2 separate regions of the Gossypium arboreum genome follow, and region 1 is linked to region 2. A link is a contact called in public Hi-C data. All regions are on one chromosome and are shown on one strand. Each heading gives the region's core, a stretch centred on a gene start, on an enhancer-like site or on the middle of the called end of the contact. The rest is flanking DNA. Distances are from core to core; before and after follow the strand shown.

What was found. A called contact is a pair of places that touch in the nucleus more often than the background predicts.
Region 1: a Hi-C map of leaf shows a contact between it and region 2, with 4 times the contacts expected there. The contact joins the promoter of LOC108479818 here to the promoter of LOC108480635 in region 2. A contact is called at or near these places in 2 of 5 Hi-C or Micro-C datasets (both in leaf).

Annotation. Positions count from the first base shown.
Region 1 is chr8:91,735,592-91,742,529 of ASM2569848v2, reverse strand. It overlaps LOC108479818, which reads right to left and starts at 1,787. Exons shown (of 6, transcript XM_017782626.2): 1 at 1-1,787. It overlaps LOC108479035 (a long non-coding RNA gene), which reads left to right and starts at 684. Exons shown (of 4, transcript XR_008287078.1): 1 at 684-809; 2 at 879-1,014; 3 at 1,213-1,578; 4 at 1,683-2,098.
Region 2 is chr8:91,568,833-91,575,634 of ASM2569848v2, reverse strand. LOC108480635 (50S ribosomal protein L35, chloroplastic-like) reads right to left here and starts at 2,492. Exons shown (of 3, transcript XM_017783686.2): 1 at 2,056-2,492; 2 at 1,760-1,876; 3 at 1-65. The coding sequence starts at 2,343. LOC108480544 (heptahelical transmembrane protein 2-like) reads right to left here. Exons shown (of 4, transcript XM_017783580.2): 4 at 4,514-5,288. The coding sequence ends at 4,623.

The DNA of each region.
Region 1 (6,938 bases), core at 538-3,037, 170 kb before region 2:
TTAAATATTTTATTTAATTCTTATTAAAAAGTAATGTAGTAAAAAAATAAATTTGAAAAACTAGGCTTACATTAAACAAAACAAAGAAATGAGGTCCACTACAAAAATAAACAAAAACCAAGCAAACACAAAATGAAAACCAAACAAATCAAATTCTAAGAAAGCTAAGTATATGGGCCACGTAGCAAATGAAAACTGAGGTGAGCAGATATCAAAAGTTGGATCGCAGCAGAAGCAGCTAGAAAACAAAACATCTAACAAGAAAAAAAAACCAGACAGGCTAGCACACAGACTTCAAGCACAAATAGAAATAGCGACCATCCAAACAAGGGCACAGAGACATCACCGGAGCGAAGAGAAATTCGTCGAAAACCAATATGAATCCTCAAGCGCTACCAAAAGAAACAACAGAAAACCTACGAAAAATGCTCCCCACTCCCTCTCCACTTCTCATTAAATGCATTACAAATCGGATAGATGATCACACTCCACCACCCGTTGTGTAAAATCGGAAACACCCCTGCACACATAAGAGCCCATCCCTGCTTTCAAGCCTTCTTTAGCCAACAAATCAGCCATAGTATTACCCGAGTGAAGGAAATGCCAAAAGTCACACCTGTAAAAATATCCTGCCCAATGTTTTATGTCTCGAATATAAGCGCCGATGACCGATAGATCAAGCTGGGAAGATTGGACCTTATGAATTACCATGAGGGAGTCACCTTCAACAATCACATCTGGGAAATCAAGAGCCAGGCCCAAGTGGACCGCATGAAGACAAGCAATGGCCTCAACTGCAAAAGCAGAAGGTATATGTTTACAAACCACCATGTGCAAAGCCAATATAGTCCAATGGTTATTTCTGATAACAACTCTAGTGCAGGATGTCCTGAAAGGGGAATGAAAAGCCGCATCAAAGTTGATTTTCAAACAGTATTCGTCCAAGGGTCACCACCGCTCATCCCTAATCGGGCGCCCAAGAAGCTTCACCTATGCCACATCCAATTCCGGAAGGTAAGTATCAACCTTTTGAATTAAAATATGCATTTGTATAATAACATTTTTGTAAACACGATGATTCCAAGCATTCTAGATAAACCATAAGGCACACACAACTTTCCTGAAAATTGTGATAGGGTAAACTTGAATAATGTAAAACAACCAATCTTGCAAGCATGCCTCCAAAAGCTCACTAGGCCAGGTTATGTATAGGTCCACCCAGATACCAGTAACGGAGGGACAGTCACAGAAGATGTGCTCCAAAGTTTCAATAGCCGCCAAGCACCAAAGCATAGTCGTCGGTTGTACAGATTAAAGAAACTAGGGATGATATTGCGAAATATATGCCATGTTGTAATTTTTATCTTAGAAGATAGTTGTAAATTCCATAATCTTGTAAAGAATGGCTTGTATATGTCATAGTCACTAGATGGGCTCGAGCGATGAAGTAAGCAATAGACACTATGAACCGAGTACTCCCCCGAAACTTCCTCCCCTCATACCAAAGTATCATCATGAGCCTCCCATGCGAGAAGAATACAGAGGACCTTCTCCACAGTAGCATTAACCAAAACAGTGGTAAGTAATGCCTCATTCCATTATCTAGTATCATGGTTAACAAGCTCAACAACTAGCATATCAGGTGAATTAATCCATTGAATCTATAAATTGTGACAAGGTAGGCCGTGGATCCATGCATCATCCCTGACTCAGATACGATAGCCTATACCCACACGTTAGCTCAGCCCAAAATTCAGCAAACCTTTAGCAACCCAAATGTTTTTCCAAAGGTAAGAAAGGTAAGATCCCAACTCAGAATTCATAAAATCACATTGCGAATAGTATTTATGCTTAAGAACACACGCAACCTATGAATTCAGATTACTAACTAAACGCCAACCTTTCTTAGCCAAGAGAACAACTTTAAATTGAGCTAATTGTTGGCAACCCATCCCACCCAAATCTTTTGAATCACACAAAGATGACCAATCACACCAATGGATGCCCCTACGTCCATCATATTTCTTCCACCAAAATCTACTTAGAATTCTCTCCAAGTCTAAGCAAAAAGAAACAGGTAATTAAAAACATAACATAGCAAAATTGGGAATAGCATACACGACATTCTTAATAAAGACCTCTGTTCCATCCTAAGAAAAAGATCATACACACAAATTTTTAATCTTATTGTGCAAGTGGTCTTTTAAATGCTAAAACACCCTCTTTTTATTCCTCCCTATGATAATTGAAAAACCCATATGCCTCTCAGGCTCAGTAGGAATACGGAGCCCCAAAAGAGGTCGCAATCCGCACTTCCTCAACATTAGAGCTAAAATAGATGACTGACTTGTCAAAATTCACACATTGACCAGAGGAACTCTCATAATCTTTCAAATTTTGTTTCAACACCGAAGGCCCTCCTTCGGTTGCCTCCTAAAAAAGGATGTAATCATCCGTAAATAATAGATGGGATATTGGAGGACCCCCGACTAATAGTGGCCTCCTTTACCAGATCATTTTGAAGTGTCGATCACATAAGGGAAGGCAATCCCTCACAACAGAGAAGAAATAAGAATGGGCTAAGAGTCTCACATTTAACACCCTTTACCCTTATTCGACACTAGAATAGGGTACGAGGCATTACCGGACTTGAACATAAACAAACATACAAAACCAAGACGAAAATTTTCATCCAAATTTAAAATTCTCATTTACATTCACATCGTCCCTAAAACGAACCTACGAGGCCCCCAACATGCATTGGAAGCGGTTTGAGACCAAATTGAAGACTTTGGAAATTTCACAACACTTAGATAAATTTTCTTATTTTAAGAGACATAGGCCCGTGTGGCTTGAGACACGCCCGTATGGGCAGGCTGTGTGGTCACACACGCCCGTGTCCTTAACCCGTGTAACTCTCTATTTGTCATCTAAGAACAAATAGAAGTCACACGGGCAAGGCACACGCCCGTGTGTTTAGGCTGTATGGGCGATTTAATTTTTATAATTTTTCATAAAATAGGTGTAGACTTCACACACCCAGGGCACAGCCCGTACCTGAGGCTGTGTCATCCACACAGCTGAGACACACGCCTGTGTGCTCATACTGAGCATTCTGTTTTGCAACAATTAATGTACAGGGGACACACGGCTGGATCACACGCCCATGGGGCGAGCCGTGTGTCACACATGGCTAGACACACACCCATGTGTCTACCCGTGTGGACAAGAATAAGGCTATTTTACAAGCCATATTGTCACCCTTCCATGCACAAATCTACACAACAAAACATAACACCATTCCAAGTATATACATTCAACCAAATCAGCAACAACCAACGCATCAATACCTCATTCACATACTATCATTTATCATACACAAACATCACATATATTTCAACTCAAATCATACAATTTTCTACATCCATGAAAGACATCATCATATGCATATATACTTAAATCAATATTAGCCAATTTCAATGGCCATTTACAAAATGAATTATCAACCATTATAAGCCAACACATTTGGCCAATCAATTATAACACAAAATAAAATGACCAAGTCCCTATACATGCCATAACTCAAAATGTTCAAATCATTGGTACCCAAAATAATAGGTTGATAGTGTGACTAGATCTCCGACAATCTCCGATCCCCGAGCTGGCTTGGTGACATTATAAGACAAGGGAAAAGAAACATGAGTAAACTTTAAAGCTTAGTAAGTTCCCATGTAAATAATAAGCATTATAAAATCACATTTAACATACAATTAACTTGAAGTAAATTAACATAAATGTCATTATAAATCTTACAATCCAACTTAATCACAACCTTACCAAGAGATTTATCACATATCAAGCTCATTAAGTATGAGTTTTATGTACATACTTGTACCAATTTACAACATACCATAGTCTTTCACAACTTTGACATTCTCGTTCAGTTCCCATTGAACCACTTGGAATACTAAGGATACTCGGGTATCTCACACACATAGTACCACACCAATGCCATATCCCAGATATGGTCTTACATAGGATCTCGTTTCGATGCTAATAGCCCAGCTATGGTCTTACACGAAATCTCATATCGATGCCACATCCCAAATATGATCTTACACGAAGTCTCATACTGATGCCATATCCCAGATATGGTCTTACACATAGTCTCAATAACCTTAATGTCATGACATTTGTATCCTATCTATTTCTAAGGTTCGATCGGGATTTCAAAATTGTCGTAACTTTGTCGAACACGCTCAATGATCAATCATAATTCATACAATAGTAAAACATACAAAACATATTTAAAACAATGTATTATTTACATAAGAACTTACCTCGGTACAAAAATAGTAGAAAAGGGACCAAATCATCAAATACTTTATTTTTCCCCCGATCTAGGTCCGAACATCATTTTTCTTAATCTATAATAGCAAGTTTAACTCATTTATTAATCACATCAGTCAATTCAGTCCAAAACTTACATTATGGAAAAAATTACATTTTTTCCCCTAAACTTTGACATGTTTACATTTTAGCCCCTAGGCTCCTAAATTGAAATGTATTCAATTTCTTTGTTACCCAAGCCTAGCTGAACCATATATATACTCATATTAGCCCAAAATTTTCATCAAATCACATCTTTACTACACATTTTATAACTTTTTACAAATAGGTCCTTTTATGTATTTCCATCAAAAATCACTTAGTAAAAGTTGTTTATTACATATCAAACTTTCATTTTCTACCAAAAAATATCAAAATACATGCATGTCATACATGGGTAAAATTTTAAACATGAACCCTACTTCAAAAAAATGGTAGAAATAGAAAGATCGGGTGAATACGACTTCAAAAACATAAAGAGCATTAAAAACGGGGCTAGGATGTACTCACAATCAAGCTTGAAAGATGAAAAAACCCTAGCTATGGTGTTCTTCCAAGTTTTGGCGAAGGTTGAAGAAAGATGAGCAAATTTTGGCTTTATTTTCCCTTTTTATCCTTTTATAAACCAAATGACCAACATACCCTTTTTCCAAATCACTAAAATTCTCTTACCCCATGTCTATTTTTGTCCACTAACTTAACAAATGGTCTGATTATCATATAAGAACCTCTAATTTAAAGTCCCATAGCATTTGGACACCTTTAACATGTAGAACTCAACTTTTGCACTTATTACAATTTAGTCCTTTTGACTAAATTGAGTACACAAACATCAAAATTTTCGAATTAAATCTTCACGAAATCATTCCATAAAACTATAAACCATGAAAATGTAATAAAAAAATTTTCTATGTTGGATTTGTGGTCCCGAAACCACTATTTTGACTAGGTCCAAAATCAGACTGTTACACACCCTATCGTAATCCTTCGGCCGAAGCAAAAGAATGACCCATATCACTATTCAAAAGCACCGAATAATAGAAGAAATTGACGCAATACATGATGAGATCTACCCAAGCTCATGAAAACCCCATAGCAACATCATTGCTTCCAAAAAATCCTATTCAACACGGTCGTAGGCTTTGCTCATATCTAGTTTTAAGGCAAAGTTGCCCTCTAGACCCATTTTCTATTGTTGAAGCTTATCAAGAATATCATAAGCCAAAATTATGTTATCTGTAATCAAACGACCAGGAGTAAAAGCGTTCTGTGCCTTCTCTACACACAAATGCAAAACAGCATGACATCTATTGACTACAGTCTCGGAAATAATTTTATAAAGGACGAAACGAAGGCTAATAGGGTGAAACTGAGTCATTTGCATGGGGTTCGTAGTTTTAAGAATAAGCACAATATTGGTTTTATTAATATCAGCAAGAGACGATTCACCATTCAAAATAGCAAAACAGTATGCACTAATGTCATGACCAAAAATATGCCAATACTTTTGATAGAATGGCACCGAAAGCCCATCAGGGCCCTAGTGTCATGGGTTGCGCATGGGAGCCCACAACCATGACACATCTGTCGATCCATCAAGAAGGAAGGAGGTCATTTGGCCCAATTGGACTGGCCCGTTGCTTGAAGAGATTGAAGGCCCATCTACAAGTTAGACAAATATGGAAACATGATCTTAAAAGATATGATTTTATAATCTTAGAGATCTTAGATATGATATGTAATTTTATAAGATATTATTTTACAAGATTATATATCTTAGATAAGATATGTAATCTTAGAAGATATGATTTTATATTCTTAGAGATTTGATTGTAGATACCCTTTAATCATAGCCGTTGATGTACTTGATTTTGTACCGTTGGATTTGGAGGGGCTCAACTATAAATAGAGGCCTCTTCTCTTATTGTAAAGCACTTGAGTTTCGAGCAATAAGAATTCTTGAGAGCATTCACTCAATTTTCTCTCTCTCTTGTGTTCTTATTTTCCTTGGTTTGTTCTTGTCTCATTCTTCTTTCATCTTGTTTGACTTTGAGTTGCTTTCGCTTGAGTTGTGTTTTGGGAAGAATTCTGTTGAATCCTTCTTTTATGGAAGTTAGGCTGACTTAGGCGTTTTTGGAGTATGAAACTGCCTAAGGCCGCACGGATTGTGAGACAAGAATCCTAAGTCAGTGACAGTTGGTATCAGAGCCAGTTCAAAAGCACTTTTAAGATATGTCGAAAGAAGTTGTTGATCAAAATGAGCCAATGGAAACCCGTGGGAGGGCTAGAAAGGCTAGTCGATCGAGGAATATGCTGCCGAGCTTGGAAATTCGAGTGGTTAATCTCGAGGAGTCCGTTGGTGACATGAAGGAGACACTCGAAGTGGTCCTGGCCTATATGGAGGAACTGAGGGAAGATAGCAAGGAGTTTGTGTTGGACTCCCTCAGATCCACTTCAGACAAACTGACAGGGAGGGACGAAGCTCTTGAGGCCTTGCTGACTGCCATGAAGGAAGAGATTGCTGAGCTTAAGGGGGAGCTCAGAATCTG
Region 2 (6,802 bases), core at 1,243-3,742:
CTATTTACTTTGAGATACGGCAAGGCGCCAATCACGTTATCATAGTCACTCCGACTAACATCGTGCTGCAGACGGAAATTGACACAAATACACCATAAGCAACGTTCAAACTTATGCATCAAATAAAAGAATTTCATTTGAGATTATATCAGCAACTTGAACAGTCTGTTTGACCAAATATTGGTAATGGATCAATTTCTATTATATTCCAAGCAGCTTGATTAAAAGAAACACCAAATGGAAAATTCATGACCCTAAACTGGGCATCTGAAGTAAGCCTCTAGGTTTAAGAAATTCTCAATATTAGTCAAATAAATTTTCAATATATTTCAGTATGACCTGATTTTGTTCATATGTTGAGGTTTGTTTATGCTCAGAGAAGAAAGAAAGAGAGATTTAATTTACAATATCTTACAAGATCTGCAACCTAGATGTTTTTATCTGAGTTACAGTGGAAATACAAACAGATCATGCCTGAAGCTATGAACTATTAAACTAAGCATTTAGACAGAACAAAGCTCTCGTCATGATAATGATAGATATTAGCTGTACTCAATTTGCATTTTTTATGAATAGTCTAAGTTTGTTTAACATGAACGCTTTCCAGTTTCTTCCTCTCATCCACCACGCGTACCATACAATGGGTAAGATAACGACACTATGATTTCACCAAGAAATACAGTAACTGAAAATAGAAAAATTCGATTTAAGATATTTGGTTCAACATCTCCAACTCTAATCTTTATATGACTTCCTACGAAGAAAAAACAAATCATGGTATCAACTGATAGCAACTGAGCATTTAAGCAAGCCTTTTCACTTCTGGTGGTGCAGCATGTTACTTTCAAATACCCTTTGATAAATTATATACCACTTTTTCACTCTGCCAACTTATCAGAAAAACAAGTTTAATCTGCATTGAATCCTACCATACTCACCAAACTAAGGTAACAAAAAAAAAATCATGATTCCACCCATCAAAACCTCCTAAAGACCAACCTGACTTTGCTATACCCCAACAAGAACATAGGCTCATTATTTCTAATATAGATTTTCTCTAAGAGACATTTGACTCTTTTCTTGATACGAGATGAAAAATGGACCTAGGATGGCAGACAGCATATAGCCTAAATGGGGTAGCAATTAAAATAACTATTCCTTCAGGAATATTTGCTCTCTCTGGATAACTTAGAAACTAAAAGAAAGTAATTTGAAGCCTGTCTGATTGAAAATCTTGAAATGCCAAGGCAGAGCTCATCTACATATCCAAACCACACTGGTAAACTGTATTAGAGCCAAGAGACAGAATAGCAGGACTAAATTCCTATTCAAGTTGGGGAAACCAGAAGAAGGGGAAGATCCACCAAAACTTGGGAGATTTTTTTTTTTTAGAAAAAAGTGAGCCTCATTCTAAGACTTTCAAAAGTAAAAACAATAATTATTCAGTTTCCTTAACGAATTTTCTCATTGCAATGTCTTATTTGCTTTCTTACATCCCACCAACCACTCCTTGCAGTTTAAGTTTTATTTGTTTGACACAAGATAACAGTCATGATAAGGAGCTTGGAATTAAGAAATTAAAAGTATAAGCTACAAATCCATATCCCACAGTTGCTTATCCCTTCTATGCAAGAACCAAAACGCAGCATTAATTTGGAGGAATTAGCAGTCAGGCTATCTAAAAGATAAAAGGATTTTAATAATTATTAATAATAATAACAAAGTAGAATCTGAGGCGAAAAGGGGAAAAAAGACTGACCATTTTGGAGAGGCGCAATTTACGCTTGGTGTTCTTCTTAGCCAACAAATGCTGCTTCCCAGCTCTCCTTCTTACTATTTTCCCTCGTCCTGTCACCCGGAATCGCTTTGCTGAAGCCTAATAAACCATATATATGACAACATGGTATCCATTAGAAAAGCAAAGCAAATAACTAAATCTATTCATAAAATTTTTTAAATTTGCTGAATTCTAAAAATGTGGATTCTTTTGGCACAAGTTTTCCTGGATATGGCAACCAAATTCACTGGAAGCAAAGAGAAGAAAGAGAGAAGTACCTTGTGGGTTTTCATTTTGTAGCCTTTAGCCGCAAAGACAGTGGGGGATTGGAGTGTTTGGGGGGCAGGGGCGAAAGCGGGAAGGGCCTGGGAAGCAAAGGAAGGGAAAGCAGAGATGGTTTGAGAGGAACTGAGTTTCAAGGCTTTGCCCACCTTGTTGAATTGGAGGAGTTGGAGCGAGCCACGAGGGAGTCGAGTGGATGAGAAGGGATGGGGATGGGGATGGGGATGAGGATGGGGAATGGGTAAAGTAAGAGAAAGAGTGGTTAAATTGAGAGAAGAAGCCATTGAGGAAGAATGAAATGAATGTGTTGAAGCTAAGGATGTTATTATTGTATGTGGGAAAGTAGTAGCTTAGGATAGAACCGCAGAAAACTGCCGTCTCAGACGTTGCGTCCTCATGGATTGCCATGCTGCTGCGGAATATTCGCCATTTGTTTGTGGCCTTAGTTCTTTTGAATTTATTTCCTAATATGTAATATGAAAATTTGGTTAACAGCTTGGGTACATTTTGATTAACAGCTAATTAAGCATGTTTAGAAAAAAGAAATCATGATAATACAAATAAAATGAATTAATGACCAATATCAACCACCAATCTCAAATAAATCTATTTTCTTACTTCATCACTTCAAACAATCAATACAAACTTTTATATTCCTCTATACTTTCAATTAAAGTTCTAAATTTGGAAATGGAAACAAAGAAAAGATGTTTTTTTTTGTTAATATATAATTTATGCTCTAAATTTGCTCAAAAATATTTAATTGGTATCTAAATTTTTTGAGTTTAGTTGATACTTGAACTTGCTTTTTATCACCCATATTAATATCTCTACACTAACACTATTAATTTATACTAATATAGTACTGATGTTCAATCCAATGGTGAATGGTGACAGCCTCAGTATACCATGTATTGAAAAAATAAAAAAATAAAACTTTAAAAATATATTAATTAATGAAAAGTATATTTTTTTATATCAATGATGAACATGAATAAATTGTTGTCCTGACACATTTGAATTTGGACAACCATATATTTAAATTCATTTTAGATGTATTTTAATAAGTTTATACGTTTTTATTTATAAAATAACAAGTTATTTATATTATTATAAAATTAAATATATATAATTTTAAAAAATAAAAATATAAAACAAAGTTTTTACTTCTACAAGGTTGTCTAAATTCAAATGCATTTGATGTTTTCTTATTTATTGTGATGTATTCATTTATGGCGACTTATTTATCCTTCATTTGTAAACTTTTTTAGTGCATTTTATTTGTAAACTTTATAATTATCTTTTTATCTAATATTTATATTATATATAAATAGGTAATGTATAAAAATCGTCACTTAACTATTAAGTTTGCTCTATATTTAATTTTGTAATGTTTTTAAATTTTATCAATTTGATTTTAAATTTAAAAATTTATCAAATTTAGCCTTTAATATTACAAAATTTATCATTTTAGTCATAATTATTAAAAATATTTTAAAATTTTAAAACTTTGAAAAGTAAATATAAAAATATTTTTAAAATTTTTGTACTCAAAATGACTTTTAATAATATCTTTCACATTGTTCTTTGGCTCATTCAATTAATGTAGTTGGAATTATTAAATGTCATGGCCTTGATATCAATCTCTCTATAGTGCTTGAACTATAAATGATTAAGGCATGAAAACACTAAAGCCTGAAACTAGTACTATTTTTTCTCAAAAATAATGTTGTCAGAGTTGATATCTTCAATCCCACCATTTTTCTCGATTTATAAATTTGTTAATTTTAAACTTCTGTCTAAGTTTAATTAGGCATTTTAATTAACTGTTTTGAATTTATAATATCTTAGGGTGTAAAAACTTAAGTTCACTTTGATTTTTTTCATTAACATTTTTTTTAGCCATGTTTCACCTATTTTTTAATATGTCAGACGGCACTCGAAGAGACGACTCTACTGCCTGTGTATGGAATAATAAATTCAAGCCAAAGAGACAGTCCTTATATTAATTATTAATGTCTATTTAATTTTAAATTCAAATTTTTTTTTTTTAGTTTGAGATCGGATCTATCTTGAGCTCAGGATTGAATCAATTTTAAACTTACCTCATTACAGGTTTGAGGTCAAATTTGTATCAAGATTGAATTATTTGGGATTGAATTAACTTAGACTCATATATTTTTGGACACAAACTTTTTCAAGTTCAAATTTTCTCAAAATCGAATCATTACCATCTTTGCTTGTTGTACTGTTTTTGGCCTAAGTTTTCTCAAAAAATAATTTTTGATAAGTTATAAGTCAGCACAAGGTAAATTTAATTTTAAGGAGTAACATAAGACAACATCATTTCTGTTTTTAGCTTTTCCATCTATAAAAGTGTATAACTTAGCCTAAAAGCTATGGATGGAAAATCAATGGGCAATCAAATATAATTTTGGAGGTCACCAATTGCAGTTTGTTAAGGAAAATGTTGTTGGAAGTGATAGAATTTAATAAGCCAAAAACTGGGAGAACTAGGAAATCCCCCTGATCATCAAAACATTGTTTACCTAACAGTAGAATGCTAATACGCACAGGTTGCAGATTCCCGACGAAAATCCATAATCACAAGGGTAGCAACACAATGAGCAAGTGCCGCGAGAACAACAAACACATGAAAGATCTGGTGGCTGTGCCCTGCAATATCAAATGCACCAGGCTTCCACCGCTCCGGTATTCTGCTGGTATAAACCGCAGCGCCTGCAGCGTATAGGAACGCCATCACGAGCTCATAACCGAGAGATACAAATATATGCGGATGGCCCCAGTGCAAAGAAACTGCATGTGCTGCTGGGATCACCCCTGAGAAGCCCATTGCAAGGAACAAGGAAGCTCGAAAAGATCGGAAACGGGATGCTGAGAGAGTTGGTGATAACAGAGTGATGATGGCAAGGACTCCGAGCACCGATATGGAAGTAAGATAGAAAAAGCATGAATACGGATGGCAGAAGAAAGCGTAGTACACGGGAGCAAAGAAGGAGCAGACTATCATGAGAGAGATGCCTGCATAGTCTAGGCGCCAGAAGAAGAGGCTAAAGCGTCTGGAGTGGCAAGCAAAGAGGTGTGAGACCGAGCTGCAAACCAAGCACCCCATTGCACCAGACAAGAAAACAAACCAGGGCCACTTTGGAATTGCGTTATACCCGTCTTTCTTCAAGTCCAACTGAGGAATGTGCCTCAACTCTGAACCCTGCAAACCAAACATCAAATTCAAAGTCATACTGCATTTCAGTTCCTTCCCATGATTTACTGCTCCTACTAAAATGGAAGTGGGAAATGCACATTGAAGAAAACATTGAAATTTACAGTATTTGATGCAAAATTTCTCTGTTGACAGAGATCACATCATCTGAATTGTTAATTACATCCAAAGGCGGACAGTTTAAAAGCCCTGTAGGGCCTTGCCCCCTCAAAATTTTGGGAAATCATGATTTTTCTTCTTGAAATTTTTAGAAAATTTTCCGTAAACTTTTGAAAATTCTCATTTTATTTTAAAAATCTTAATTAAGCTCACTTAAAATATTTAAAAGTTCTCATTAATCTCAAAAAAAAATTAAAAATTCTAATTGAACGCCCCAATTTTTTCAAAAAGAAAACTCATTTTTTTAAAATTTTACTGAACCCCTCAAAAATTAGTCCCAATATCTGCCACTGATTACATATCAAAGGACAGCAGATATATATACCGAGGCCTAGGTTATTCGGGATATCAAGCATGTTAATATGCAGTCACAAATGACTGAATCACTTCACCAGTCACCATTACTTTTGATTTTTCAAAAGTTAGTTTGAGTATGAAATTATAAATCTATCGTTGGTTTATAAATTATAAATATGATTTATATATTAAATTTTATAAATAATTTGTATTAATTAATTACTTAAAAATATTTAAGATTTTATATTTTATATATCATAATATTAATAATGAGTTAATTAAAAAAGAGTTACTATAAATTTTTATTATATTTATTTTATAATTTAAATATTGTTTAATACAAAAAAATAGCATGACGTCATGATGATAATGAAGTCAATTATTTAATTACTTATAAATTTTTATTAATTTACAATAATTTTAGTTTTGTATGGTTTTAATATCTAAAATATGATTTATATATTCATTTTACAAACAATTTACAAGAGTCAATTTATAATTTATTTATTATAAATATTACTAAATTTAAATATCATCTAAATTAATTTATATTTACTTTATATAATCATATCTAAAATGAATATTTTAACTTTTAAATATTTTTATTACAACCCCATACACATGATCTTAAACCATATATTTTAACATCTTTGAAAAACAATGATAAAATAATATTTAATCCTCCAGCCAAAATGTTTCAAGCTTTGTGAGTCCTTGGCTTTCCAGCGTATTGATTAGAAGAAGATTATTTGGGATGTCAAATTACACATTTGACTATGATAGGATTTTCTTAATCCAGTTTAACTTTATTCAAATTATTATTTATTAAATAATTTTTTATTTAATTTTAATTATAAATATATTAATTTAAGATAATATTGGTTACAAATAAATTTTAACAAATATACTTTATTTAATTCTTTTAGTCCAATAATTATCATTTTGTTTTAAAATTTTAGGTTTGAAATATATATATATGATCGAGGCATCATATGAAATATATAATTTAGACAACTTAAAAGTGTTATTGATTTAGGTTCTGACGT